Linked DNA regions of Salvelinus alpinus: region 1 is linked to region 2. The links are chromatin contacts, called in public Hi-C maps. All regions are on one chromosome and are shown on one strand. Each heading gives the region's core, a stretch centred on a gene start, on an enhancer-like site or on the middle of the called end of the contact. The rest is flanking DNA. Distances are from core to core; before and after follow the strand shown.

The links. Hi-C and Micro-C count contacts between places; a contact is called where the count stands out from the background.
Region 1: a Hi-C map of liver shows a contact between it and region 2, with 8 times the contacts expected there. The contact joins the promoter of LOC139567146 here to the promoter of strn in region 2. A contact is called at or near these places in 2 of 3 Hi-C or Micro-C datasets (liver and red muscle).

The regions. Positions count from the first base shown.
Region 1 is chr2:66,597,120-66,603,311 of SLU_Salpinus.1, forward strand. LOC139567146 (mitochondrial import receptor subunit TOM20 homolog) reads left to right here and starts at 3,844. Exons shown (of 5, transcript XM_071388628.1): 1 at 3,844-4,087; 2 at 5,290-5,336; 3 at 5,913-5,994. The coding sequence starts at 3,964. It overlaps LOC139567109 (a long non-coding RNA gene), which reads left to right and starts at 918. Exons shown (of 2, transcript XR_011673227.1): 1 at 918-1,142; 2 at 1,534-1,879.
Region 2 is chr2:66,434,921-66,440,493 of SLU_Salpinus.1, forward strand. strn (striatin, calmodulin binding protein) reads right to left here and starts at 2,893. Exons shown (of 17, transcript XM_071388569.1): 1 at 2,539-2,893. The coding sequence starts at 2,751. map1lc3c (microtubule-associated protein 1 light chain 3 gamma) reads left to right here and starts at 3,642. Exons shown (of 4, transcript XM_071388582.1): 1 at 3,642-3,800; 2 at 3,884-3,939; 3 at 4,029-4,135; 4 at 4,397-4,769. The coding sequence starts at 3,740. The coding sequence ends at 4,604.

The DNA.
Region 1 (6,192 bases), core at 2,594-5,093, 160 kb after region 2:
TGTTTTGGGAGAGTGTGTGTTTCTCTGAGTGTGGGTGTGTGTTAGTGTTTGAGTGAGCGAGTGTGTTTTTCTGTGCGTATGTGGTGCTGTGAATGTTGTGCTGGAGCAGCAGCTACCCCTATTGAAAGCTGAAGGGTGGTGGGCTATCTGCCGCGGCCCAGCAGCCTCTTCTCTCTCACTGTGCCAAACAGCCCACTCCATCTTCCACTCTTTTATCAAATCCCTCTAGTCCTTGGCTCCCTCACAGCTCAAACCCTAAACTATATCTCAAGCTCTACAACCAAATGATAATCCTAGAGCTAACTCAGAATATAGAGGTAATTCTAAAATGCTAAATAGCCTGAAAGCTAACTCTTGGTCCTGGAGCTAACTCAGCTAACTTTTGGAGATAAAATGGTAGCCACCGCTCACTGGCCAGAACTCTGTTGCACTCATATCCGTCCAGAGATTCCACTCACCCAGAAGGGTGGAGGGAAAGGGAAGGAAACTGTCTGGAGCTGTAGCCAGCCTCCACCGCCGGCGCTTACTTTCCCCTTACTGACCCCAGAGGGAGGGAGTGGTGATTTCAACATGGAGGACTAGTTGGAGCACTGCAGAGAGGGAGACATGGTTCACTTACAGCTGCCGATAAAACCGCCAATGCCGATGCCAAGAGCTGAAGAGAAAGCTAGCTAACGGGGTCCTGGGGCGCAACACCATGCTAACACAAGCGGTCCTCTTTACCTCTCGCTCTCCCTTCCCTCTCTCTCTCACTTTCCATTCCTTTTCAGTCAGCACTCTCTCCTCCATTCAGACAACCTAAACAGAAAAGTCTCTCTTTCTCCACTTGGCTCAGAGAGTTGGCAAGCCTGCCATCCTCTCTCCCTCCTCCCTCCATTCCTGGTTCCACTACGTGTTGCTCCCTTGAAAACACATCTAATGACATAGCCTTTGGAATGGGGAGAGCACAGGGTTCATGGAAAATACAGGGTAGGCCTGCCATTTCCAGTTTTATGGGACGTTCCTGGGCCGGGATTCAAAACGTTCTGTATTTTATTCCAATAGTAAGAGAGGGGGATTTTTTCGGTTCCTGTCTCCTGGCCTGTCTCTCTGCTGCTGGAGCCAGGGCTGCCAAGACAAACAGAAAAACAGCTGCAGCCAGGGTAAAAATAATTACTTCTCTGTTTGTCCCTGCAAGCTTTCCTTCACTGGAGCCCTTGTGCAAATCTCCACTCAAAAACACTTGCTTGGTCTGTGTGTGTGTGTGTGTGTGTGTGTGTGTGTGTGTGTGTGTGTGTGTGTGTGTGTGTGTGTGTGTGTGTGTGTGTGTGTGTGTGTGTGTGTGTGTGTGTGTGTGTGTGCGTGTGCGTGTGCGTGTGCATGTGAAGCATCAGTGGGAAAGACCTGTGGTCGTGTGTGCATATCTGCCTTATTCAGCTGAAAAAGCTGAAATAACCGCTTTTTAAAGAATCCTGTCATGTTTGAACAGCTCTCTCTTTCTCTCGCCCTCTCAACATCCCCCCCTCTCTATCTTATCTCTCGCCACCGCTTTAGGGAATACCAACAGTGTTGCCATGGTTACCTCTCTGGTCCAAAACCATGGCAACGGAGGAGTACGTGCACCATTCCAAGGAAGATGACAGTGCAGAGGAAGATAATTGCTTTTGCACTCGCAGACGCAAGTCGCCGTGCCAGGTTTTGCAGTAAATATGCCGAGTCAGCATGGCTGCGAACGTCATATAGCGACGAGCTCACCGTGCAGCATCATGTACACTGATTGGATTATGAGCCCAAGCATGCTAATTGCCTAGCCTTTATGGAGCATGCTTAATTATTTGAATACTGCTATGTGCACAGTCAATAAAGGTATACAGTGTGGCTCGTATACTGCACAATAAGCAACTACAGTGTGTCTCCTGTCTTATTGCCAACCTTAGCACACCCAGGAGAACAGTACAAGTTATTCCCATATAAGGGGTTTTAAGAGAGATATGTAGGAATCAGTCGGTAAAGCATCCCCATTGGTCGGTTATCTTTATAAACTCTAAACTCTTACATAATTCTACTATCTGATTTAAAGGTCGTTTTGCAACAACCACCATTTGTACAACATCCCTAAACAGTCTCTGATGTGTGTGTCAATGTCTTTCTATCCAAACCTCCAACCCACATCGACATAAGATCTGTCTGAGTCCCAGCTATTGACAAGAGTTCTTGTTTCCTAGGGAATTGCTACAGACATGTATAATGTGGCCTGGGATGACAGCATGGATTAGGAGACCTCCGAACACACACGCACAGGGATCACATACAGTAGGGTTTCCAAAGCAGCTTCCAGGAACGATTGAGTAATGGTAATAATAACCCACCGCCGCGAGAAGACGAGCCTCTGGCTGAGCCGCCTCGCGTCATGCCCGGGCACCGGCGGAGCTAGATGTCCCTGAGGGGCGAATTCTTCGCCAACCCCCAGGCAGCTGCATGCCAGGTGCGAGCTGCTAAGCCGCTGGCGAGAGAGACGACAAGGCAGACGGATAATCCTCCTACCATGTAAACTGTCCACAGACAAGTGTACACACGTACGCACATACACATACATACTTACTTTATTCCGGCCATTATTATGAGTCGTCCTCCCCTCAGCAGCCTCCACAGCCTCCACTGATACATACATGCACACACACACACACACACACACACACACACACACACACACACACACACACACACACACACACACACACACACACACACACACACACACACACACACACACACACACACACACACACACATGGAAGTATGAAGAAGTACACATGCAATGCATGTGCACATACACACACACATAGAGACATAAATAAGGGTGTGGTGTACACACACTTGTTCAAACACACACTTGTACAAACACATGCACACACACCCACAGCTTAACTGGAAACAACCCACCAAAAGCACACACACCCTTCCAAAATCCTGTCAACCGGCGACGTGTGGTCAATGACGCCAATCTCTAAGGTTCAGTTATCCCTTTAATAAACTGTAACCACAACAACCGGCCACAGAAATTGTGCAAGGGTGCAGAATGGCTCGGTTGCCATTTAAAGGCAAAGGTGCACGTCATACCAGACACAGTATGGTGATGATGTAATCCATGCAAGGATGTGCATGCCTGATGGTTTGTATTAATGCAGGTCTGAGCATGTGCCCTCAGAAGCCTAATAGTCAAGGTGGTATATTTTTGCAGCAGTCTGGACTTGCACATGTAATGCAGCTGACCATCTGTTCTGTTGAGCAGCACTTCTAGGGATTTGCTATCATCTGGGAGATGAGAAGTGCCAACTAAGGCCAGACAGACATATGAGCAACTGGCATAATTTTTCGTAAATTAATTGGTCATAGTGAAAGCAACATTGTACATGTTTTCTTACTAGTCTAGATGATTGTGTCACTCACCATGTAGCCTAATGTTCAATATTTCACTTGGCCATTGTTTGCTGCTGTGTGGTCTACCCCAGACAGTCAAAATATACCTAGAGTTGTAGTTAAATTGTTTCTATTTTTGTTACTCTGGGGAAAATACTGTTAAATTGTATCAAATGTGATCATTAGCCTGCTGCTTCTTTTTTAATGAATTGCTACTGCCACCTTGTGGCACTTACATTTCAATGCGTCCGACTGCTACTTACATTGATTTGAAGAAATCCTAACACATGTATTTTTCCCCATTTGATTTCAACAACATCCAACACTTTATATGCACTCAAAATGCATACGTTATCGGAGATATCATGTGATTGGGAATTCACGTTGTATTATTTTTCATCAGGCGTTCAATGCGGACACCCTAGCTGTCAAATGAGTCAGTGGTCCTACTGGTCCTTTTTGCTGGGAACTTGCGCCTGTGTGAGGTCATGTACCGTCTCTGATATAAGCCAAAATTGAAATATTATATTTGTTAACACAGAAATATCAACCATTTCGGAAGTGATGATGGGCGGTAAATCGAGCACGATAGCCGCCGGTGTTTGCGGGGCTCTGTTCGTCGGCTACTGCATCTACTTCGACAGGAAAAGACGGAGTGACCCCAACTTCAAGAACAGGCTGCGAGAACGTGAGTGTTGTCTGCGTCCTGTACACCCCACTCCGGTCTGTTTGGGAGACCTGAGGTGCAACAAAATGCCCGAGCCAGGCCGAACTCGTTTAACTATTCCCAATTAGCGAAGTATAGAAGCTTGAATGCTAACGTTAATGGTTTGTGCAATAGATCTGATTCATTCATTCATTGTCAGCGCACTGCTAACCCCAAAAACCCTGCACTTAACTAGCCAGTGCTGACGTTAGCTCCTAGCAGAGGAACGCTCAACTCTGTTCTCTTCGAGGAGATGAGCGTTTCTCAGCTAACTAGCTTCTATATCATGTATTAATGTACTTCCTACTCACTCACAAGCGTTCTGTTAGTTGAATTCAGACATGGAAAGCTGCACCTACCCTGATTCATTCATTGATAGTGGTTTGAACTGTTATGTAATCTAAACCAACCATTCTAGGCTACTAGCCATATCAGACAGAACTTGCCAAGCAGGATTAAAAGCAACCTGGATATCCCTAATGTTACTCTATCCCACTGCCTTAAATGAGCGGTAGGCCTGGTTGTTGGTAGGAAGAAGCTGACAATGCGCCTTAAGTGCGTTAGACTGCATAACGGGATATAAAATAAATATGAGTGGGAATGGCCACACCTCCACACACTACATCATGGCAGCTCTGCCTTGCCTTCTACCCAGAATCCCTCACTCTAATAGAGGGATGGCCCCCCCCCAAAAAAATCACATTCCAGTCCCACATTAACTAGACTACAATTCTAGCTGGACTACAGTATGAAAGCTGGACTTTGGTTGTCAGCTGGCCACAATGCTTTATACACCTGCTTTACTGCAATTGAATGTTCCTCTGTTAGCCTTTTTTGTCATTCACCTTCCACTGTGGTAGTTCATCACCCTATCAGGAAAAATAATAATAACTAGGATTGTTTGGCTAGTCACATGCTACTTAGCGGCTACGCTTATTTCCTGATTCTGACCCGGGTAAACCACTTTATCAAGGGATATCAGAAGGGGTGGGGATTATATTGGAGTTCAAGACTGAAGCTGTACTTCAGGGTGTCAATTTAGGATGTTAATGTGACTTCCTTAATTGTTCCTAATCATAGTCTTGCATTGTAGGATTGCCAGAGAAACTAAGATGTCCAAGTACAAACAGGAACAATCCCCAAAGCTATTTATATTAACAGTGATTGTGTTACCTCTGCCTTAGGGAGGAGAAATCAGGCTGCTGCAAAACAAGGGACAGGACTTTCGAAGGTGAGTAAAATCCCCTCAAGGTAATATTTCAATTCCTCCTCAATGAACACGTCTAAAGAAGTCATGTCTAGTACACGTCAGATGATACCACGTGGAAAATAAATCTCCAGTGAAATAAACAAGAGACGATCTTCACTGGCATGTATTGGGACACCACAAGGTGATGGCTGGATAGGACTGTTTTGAGACTAGAATTAGTGTATTGACAAAACCTTTTGTCTGTACAGTGGTACCAAATTTCAGTCAACACAACTGTACAGCTCCCCAATAGAAACTGACCGACTTGACTGCTCTTCACTCAAATCTGTTACTTAAGGCCCATATACTTGACTTGTTTTTCCAATGGAGGAAGTGCAAACCCAGCAAGAACTGCTGTGCGCTAAGAGTTCACTTAAATTGAACTCTGACCTTGCACCTGACTAAGTGGCACGCCTCTGTGGATTGCCCGACTCATTCGACTAGGCCTTTTATTCCTCCTGGAGCACAGGCCATCGACAGCAGCTTTTCCACCAGTACATTATGTTTCAGTTATTCCTTGACCTATGGAAAGTAGTGTGTGTTGTGGGACTCTTGCAGCTCCCAGACCTGAAGGATGCTGAGGCGGTCCAGAAGTTCTTTCTGGAGGAGATCCAGCTGGGAGAGGAGCTGTTGGCTCAGGGTAAACCAGTCTTACATTGACATCACTTGGTCTGTGTGTGTGACGCACTATTCCCCATATAGGCCTTCTAGTGCACTTCTTTTTACCAAGCGATGACCCCCTATTCCCCATTTAGTGCACTGTTCTCCATATAATGCACTACCTAATTTACTTGTGACCAGAGTAACGACACTGTTCTCCATGTGATGTACTACTCGT
Region 2 (5,573 bases), core at 1,643-4,142:
TACTGATAAGCACTAGAAGTAAATGGGGAAGAAAACTTAAACAAAACCTACTCCGGAATCAGGAGGGTAACTTCGACATCTAGGCCTAGATCTCCTTCGTCCAGGCATAATAAGAAATGAAAGTCTGCTTTGATTGAGGCAGGACATTTTCAAAGTAGATTATGCACAAATGCCACGTCCAGTTACACATCATTCATTTCAAATCTGATCAAGCATTGCCCTTTAAAAATGAAAAAAATATGCCTATTTTAGCTAGCCTAGGCAGCCCATTGTACAGATCTAGTGCCCATGCACTGTCGTCTAGCTTTAATGGCGAGAAGACAGAATTTTGGGGGGAAAATAAGCATACTTTCTTTATGAAACAATTTTACGCCACCATTTTCAGACAATTCTGGATGTTGCACACCCTTGGCTGAAAACAGTGTACATCCTAAATTTTCCAAAAATCCAAAAAGGTTGGTGGAAAATTGTGTTTCATAAAGAAAGTATGCATATATATACCACATTTATCCCCACCATTAAAGCTAGTTAAGTAGGAAAATGATGTCTTTGCGGCCTGAATAGATGATGCTTCATGTACAATCCGGTCTACGGGGACACGATTGTATTAACGGGAATGCACATCAAGCCTTGATGATTGTGCAGATCTAACGTAGCACCCATGCACTATCGGTTGCCTAGGCTAGCACTTGGCACTGTCCTTTGTTAGCAATGTTCGGAGGCACTCATGTACACTGAACAAAAATATAAAAACGCAACATGTGAAGTGTTGGTCCCTTGTTTCATGAGCTGAAAAACAAGATCCCAGAAATGTTCCATATGCACTAAAAGCTTATTTCTCTAAAATGTTGCTCACTACATCCCTGTTAGTGAGCATTTCTCCTTTGCCAAGATAACAAGTGTGGCATATCAAGAAGCTGATTAAACAGCATGATCATTAAAAAGGTGCACCTTGTGCTGGGGACAACGAAAGGCCAGTCTAAAATGTGCAGTTTTGTCACAACACAATGCCACAGATGTCTCAAGTTGAGGGAGTATGCAATTGGCATGGTGGCTGCAGGAATGTCCACCAGAGCTGTTGCCAGAGAATTGAACATTCATTTCTCTTCCAATGTTGTTTAAGAGAATTTGGCAGTACGTCCGACAGGTCTCACAACAGAGTGGGGTGGGGGTTATGGTATTGGCAGGCATAAGCTACAGACAACGAACACAATTGCATTTTATCAATGGTGTGACGAGGCCCATTATTGTGCCATTCATCCACCTCCATCACCTTGTGTTTTAGCATGATAATGCACGGCCCCATTTCGCAAGGATCTGTATACAATTCCTTGAATCTGAAAATGTCCCAGTTCTTCCATAGCCTGCATACTCACCATGTCACCCATTTTGAGAATGTTTGGGATGCTCTGGATCGACGTGTACAACAGCGTGTTCCAGTTCCCACCAATATTCATAAACTTCACACAGCCACTGAAGAGGAGTGGGACAACATTCCACTGGCCACAATCAACAGCTTGATCAACTCTAAGCAAGGAGATCTTTCGCACTGCATGAGGCAAATGGTGGACACACCAGATACTGACACCCCTACTTTGTTTTTAAGGTATCTGTATTCCCGGTCTTGTGAAATCCATAGATTTGGGCCTAATGAATTTATTTCAATCTACTCCCAAATATATATTTGGGAGCTACAACTCACTCAAGGCCTACACAATATGCTAATAGCCTTACCTCTGATAGGTTTTTGTGCCTTATGACTCATCTTAAATCTATGTCACTACCTACTGAGTGCATGAGTCAACTGTGCTGTTCATAAGAATAACTGTTAATTGTTCAACCGACTTAAACTGGACATGCCATTGCACTTCACAGGTGAACTCAGCTTTCAATAACATGAAGTGTGTGTAGGCCTAATGAGTTACTTGTTCAATACACTTGTGCTTGACATTTCGACACAACCAATATTATTGAGAATGGGATATATATCTTTGGAATGCATCGTGCAATGTTTCTCTGCATTCCAAGACGTAGGTATTCATCGAGGACAGACAGGTCCTTGGGTCTGCCTGACCACATTTGGATAGCGTTCTATCATTTAAAAACAATGGTAGTGAATAATTTGCACACAGTAGGCTACACTTGGAAATTAAAAGTTGTGTACAGTACAATAGAGGCAGTGCTCTGCTATAGCAAGGTCCCCCGTTTTGTGTTTTGCCCTAGCACTATACAACTGATTCCATTTAACCAAAGCTTGATGTGTTGGTTATTTGAATAAGCTGTGTAGTGTTGTGGTGTGGTAGAAACCAAAACGTGCACACAGGGGGGGCCCAGGGCCGAGTTTGGGAAACCCTGTGCTATAGTGACTAATGTCATCCGACCAAGACTACTCTAGTAGCTACGTAGCTCGAGTAGTTCACGCCACAATAGACCATAGCGCGCGAGTAGGCTTCCTGACACAAATGTCAATCTTCCTAGAGCGGACTCAACACCGTAAAACCCCACCAAAAATAAGCGGGACATTTTGACGTGGTTTACCTGCAATTCGGCTCGCTCCACCTCCCATTGCGCTCTATCCACCTCGAAGCGGGCCCATTCGTGTTGCAGAAAGTGCAATATCCCCGGAATGTTGTAATGAGCCCTGGCCGCCTCTCCGTCGCCGTCGCCAGGCTGATGCGGTCCTTTGCCAGCGCCAGGCAAACCCGAGTTGTTGTTGTTAAAGAATACGCCGGGCCCTGCCTGTTCGTCCATGCCCAGGCCAGGTGTGTGGATTCGGTTCGCGCAAACTGGCACGACCGTGCTCAGACGAATGGGTTTTCCTTTAGCCGCCCCTGTGATATGAAAGGAAATAGCTACCTACAGCTCTCTCTACTGGGCAGGCACACTCATGTCTGAGCAGCCAGCTGTCAATTGGTGACGTTCACACTGAGCTCCCACCCACATCCAGAGTTTTCTTTACCCATTGGTCGATTTCAACGATTCACACTGGAATAAGCCAATCGGAAATAAATGCGCGTGGTGTTGACAACTGCCGTATCCTACGCATGATGGAATTTGAAGTTCAAAGAAGATAGAGCTGCATTTTTCACACTAAAATGCGCCTGTTCTCTTTTACTGTCTTTTTCTTTAGTTGTTTGTATCTGAAATTGGAAATGTCATAATGTATGCTACAGAAGTGTATCTGTGGTAGCCATATTTCATATATTATAGCAAATTCCATTAATTTATCTATGCATTCCATAGAGCCATTCATCCAGTTGTTTACATAGCACACTCACACGCCTATCATCCACGACCCCCTGACTAAATTTCATGGCCTGAAATCCAAGAAAATACATTAAACTAAATATTGCCTACACATGATAGGGCGTACTTTAGTGTGAGAATATTATAAGGCCTCTATGTATGATTTGTGTGTAAGATATTTGAATTACCAAATTACCTCTATATAATGTTTACTAATTCAAAATGTATTGTTATTTTCAAGCATATATTAAATGAAACATTACATTCAGGTATTTTATTAGATCTTAAGCATTTGGATTGGTTTTACACACTTCCGAGTCATTAATGCACGGTCAATTCATTAGCCATATGATGCGTGCTGACACAGCCCCATGGTAATCATGTGATACGTCACTGCAACCACACTATTTAATTTCTGTTGGCTGATCAGCTTGGTCAAATCTTATAGCCTAGATCAGACAGCAGGAATTGAAGAGAGGAGTCACTTGCCCACATGATGCCGCCATTTGAGAAGCCACAGCACCCCAAGTCCTTCAAGCAGAGAAAAAGCTTTGGTGATTAATTTTATGTAATGATTTGCATGTGGTAGGCTATGCTTTGCTTTTATAATCTCAACCACGTTTTCCATCCCAAACAGCCACGAGAAAACAGGAGGTCGCGGGGATCCGAACGAAGTTTCCAACTAAAATTCCTGTAAGTTCGCTTATTTCTAAAACATTATTCTACCCTGAAATTCCATTGAATTTGCACCTTCTAAAAGTGACCTTTCCAACCACACACAGGTTATAATTGAAAGGTATCAACGGGAGAAGTACTTGCCGCCTCTTGATAAAACGAAATTCTTGGTCCCCCAAGAACTTTCCATGACTCAGTTTGTCACCATAATAAGGTTTGTCTCGATGTGTTTTGCTGTGAATGTTTAACTTGTTAAGCGTGGATTATCATGACTGAAATTGACCTAAATCATCATGTGTTAAGTTTTTGGTTGAACTCGTGCGTAATTTCAAACTTGGTATCACCTGATCTGAATCAGCCACGAGTGCCGCGCGACTGTCACTTTTTTTTAAATGACTCATAATGACTTGCGTTTGTGCATGAGAATTTCTACATTTGATTACTTGTCAATACTTGCTGCACGTTCTCGTTTCAGAAATCGAATGTCGCTGATGCAGAGTCAAGCGTTCTACCTGCTCATCAATAATAGTGGCCTGGCCAGCATGTCTCTTACCATGGCGCAAGTCTACAAGGACCACAAAGATGACGATGGATTTCTCTACATGACATATGCTTCTCAAGAAATGTTTGGGAATTGTGTTGAAATCCATGAAGAGTTGGTGCCAATTGCTGGAAATGTTTGAGAAGATCTAAATTACAGGATTGGATAATGTGAGGCCTCAGTTTTTGGCAGGCCCAATAACTGAACTTCGTGTATAGATATGAAATGCAATTTATATATGGATATTTAATATTACTATGGAAATGTTTTTGTATTGTTTTTAAGGTAATAAATGTTTCAACCTTTATTGAGGATCATGCTCTGAATTACATGACTTTGGTCGGATTAATTTAAGCGGAAATATGTAACTTTGGGTGACCAATCAAATTCGCAAAGAAAAAGTTGTAGGTTTGTCATTCTCGTTCAAAGCATGTCTAAGCGGTAGATCTGTTCTGTGCGCTATTCCTGAGGTTTTTTTTTGTATGTAAGCCAGCCTCAAACAGCTGAAGTTAAATATTTGGTTAAAGTGATTTCACAGCGGGTTAGATGGTACATTGAATTCTCTATTTGGTCACAAACTGAAATTGGGCAAATTTAGCACTTCAGTAAACACGACGTTGCGCAGCGATTTCCGCAACAACAAATATTCTTGTCACTCAAATGCTCATTTTTTATTTTTTTGAATTGTAGACTTGGACATTGCCTTCAATAGGAACTCTGAGACATCAGTTATAAAGGAAGGACCTGTTGACAGGTTGCGCAAATCGACTCCTATACTACCTCAAAGTACTTGTACATATCTGATTGGTCAAAAGACCAGAAGAAAGATCAGAATTAGGTTGCCAGTGTTAACGCATAACTTTTCATATTCAATCCAATATGGGTCCCTTTTTTGCCATATGGGGATCAGACCTCTAAGTACTATTTGAAATCTGTGCTTGACCAAACTTGCTTGGCTTAATGAACCAATAGAGGGTTGTGGTTTTGGGGCTATTCTACCTGCCACTCCAGGCAGGCTAGACAACACGCAGTATTTGAACCAAGGTCTGAAGATTGAAGTGTCAGGACTGCATTCAAAGGGGAACTTCCCAGCTAGGAACAATCCTCCTGA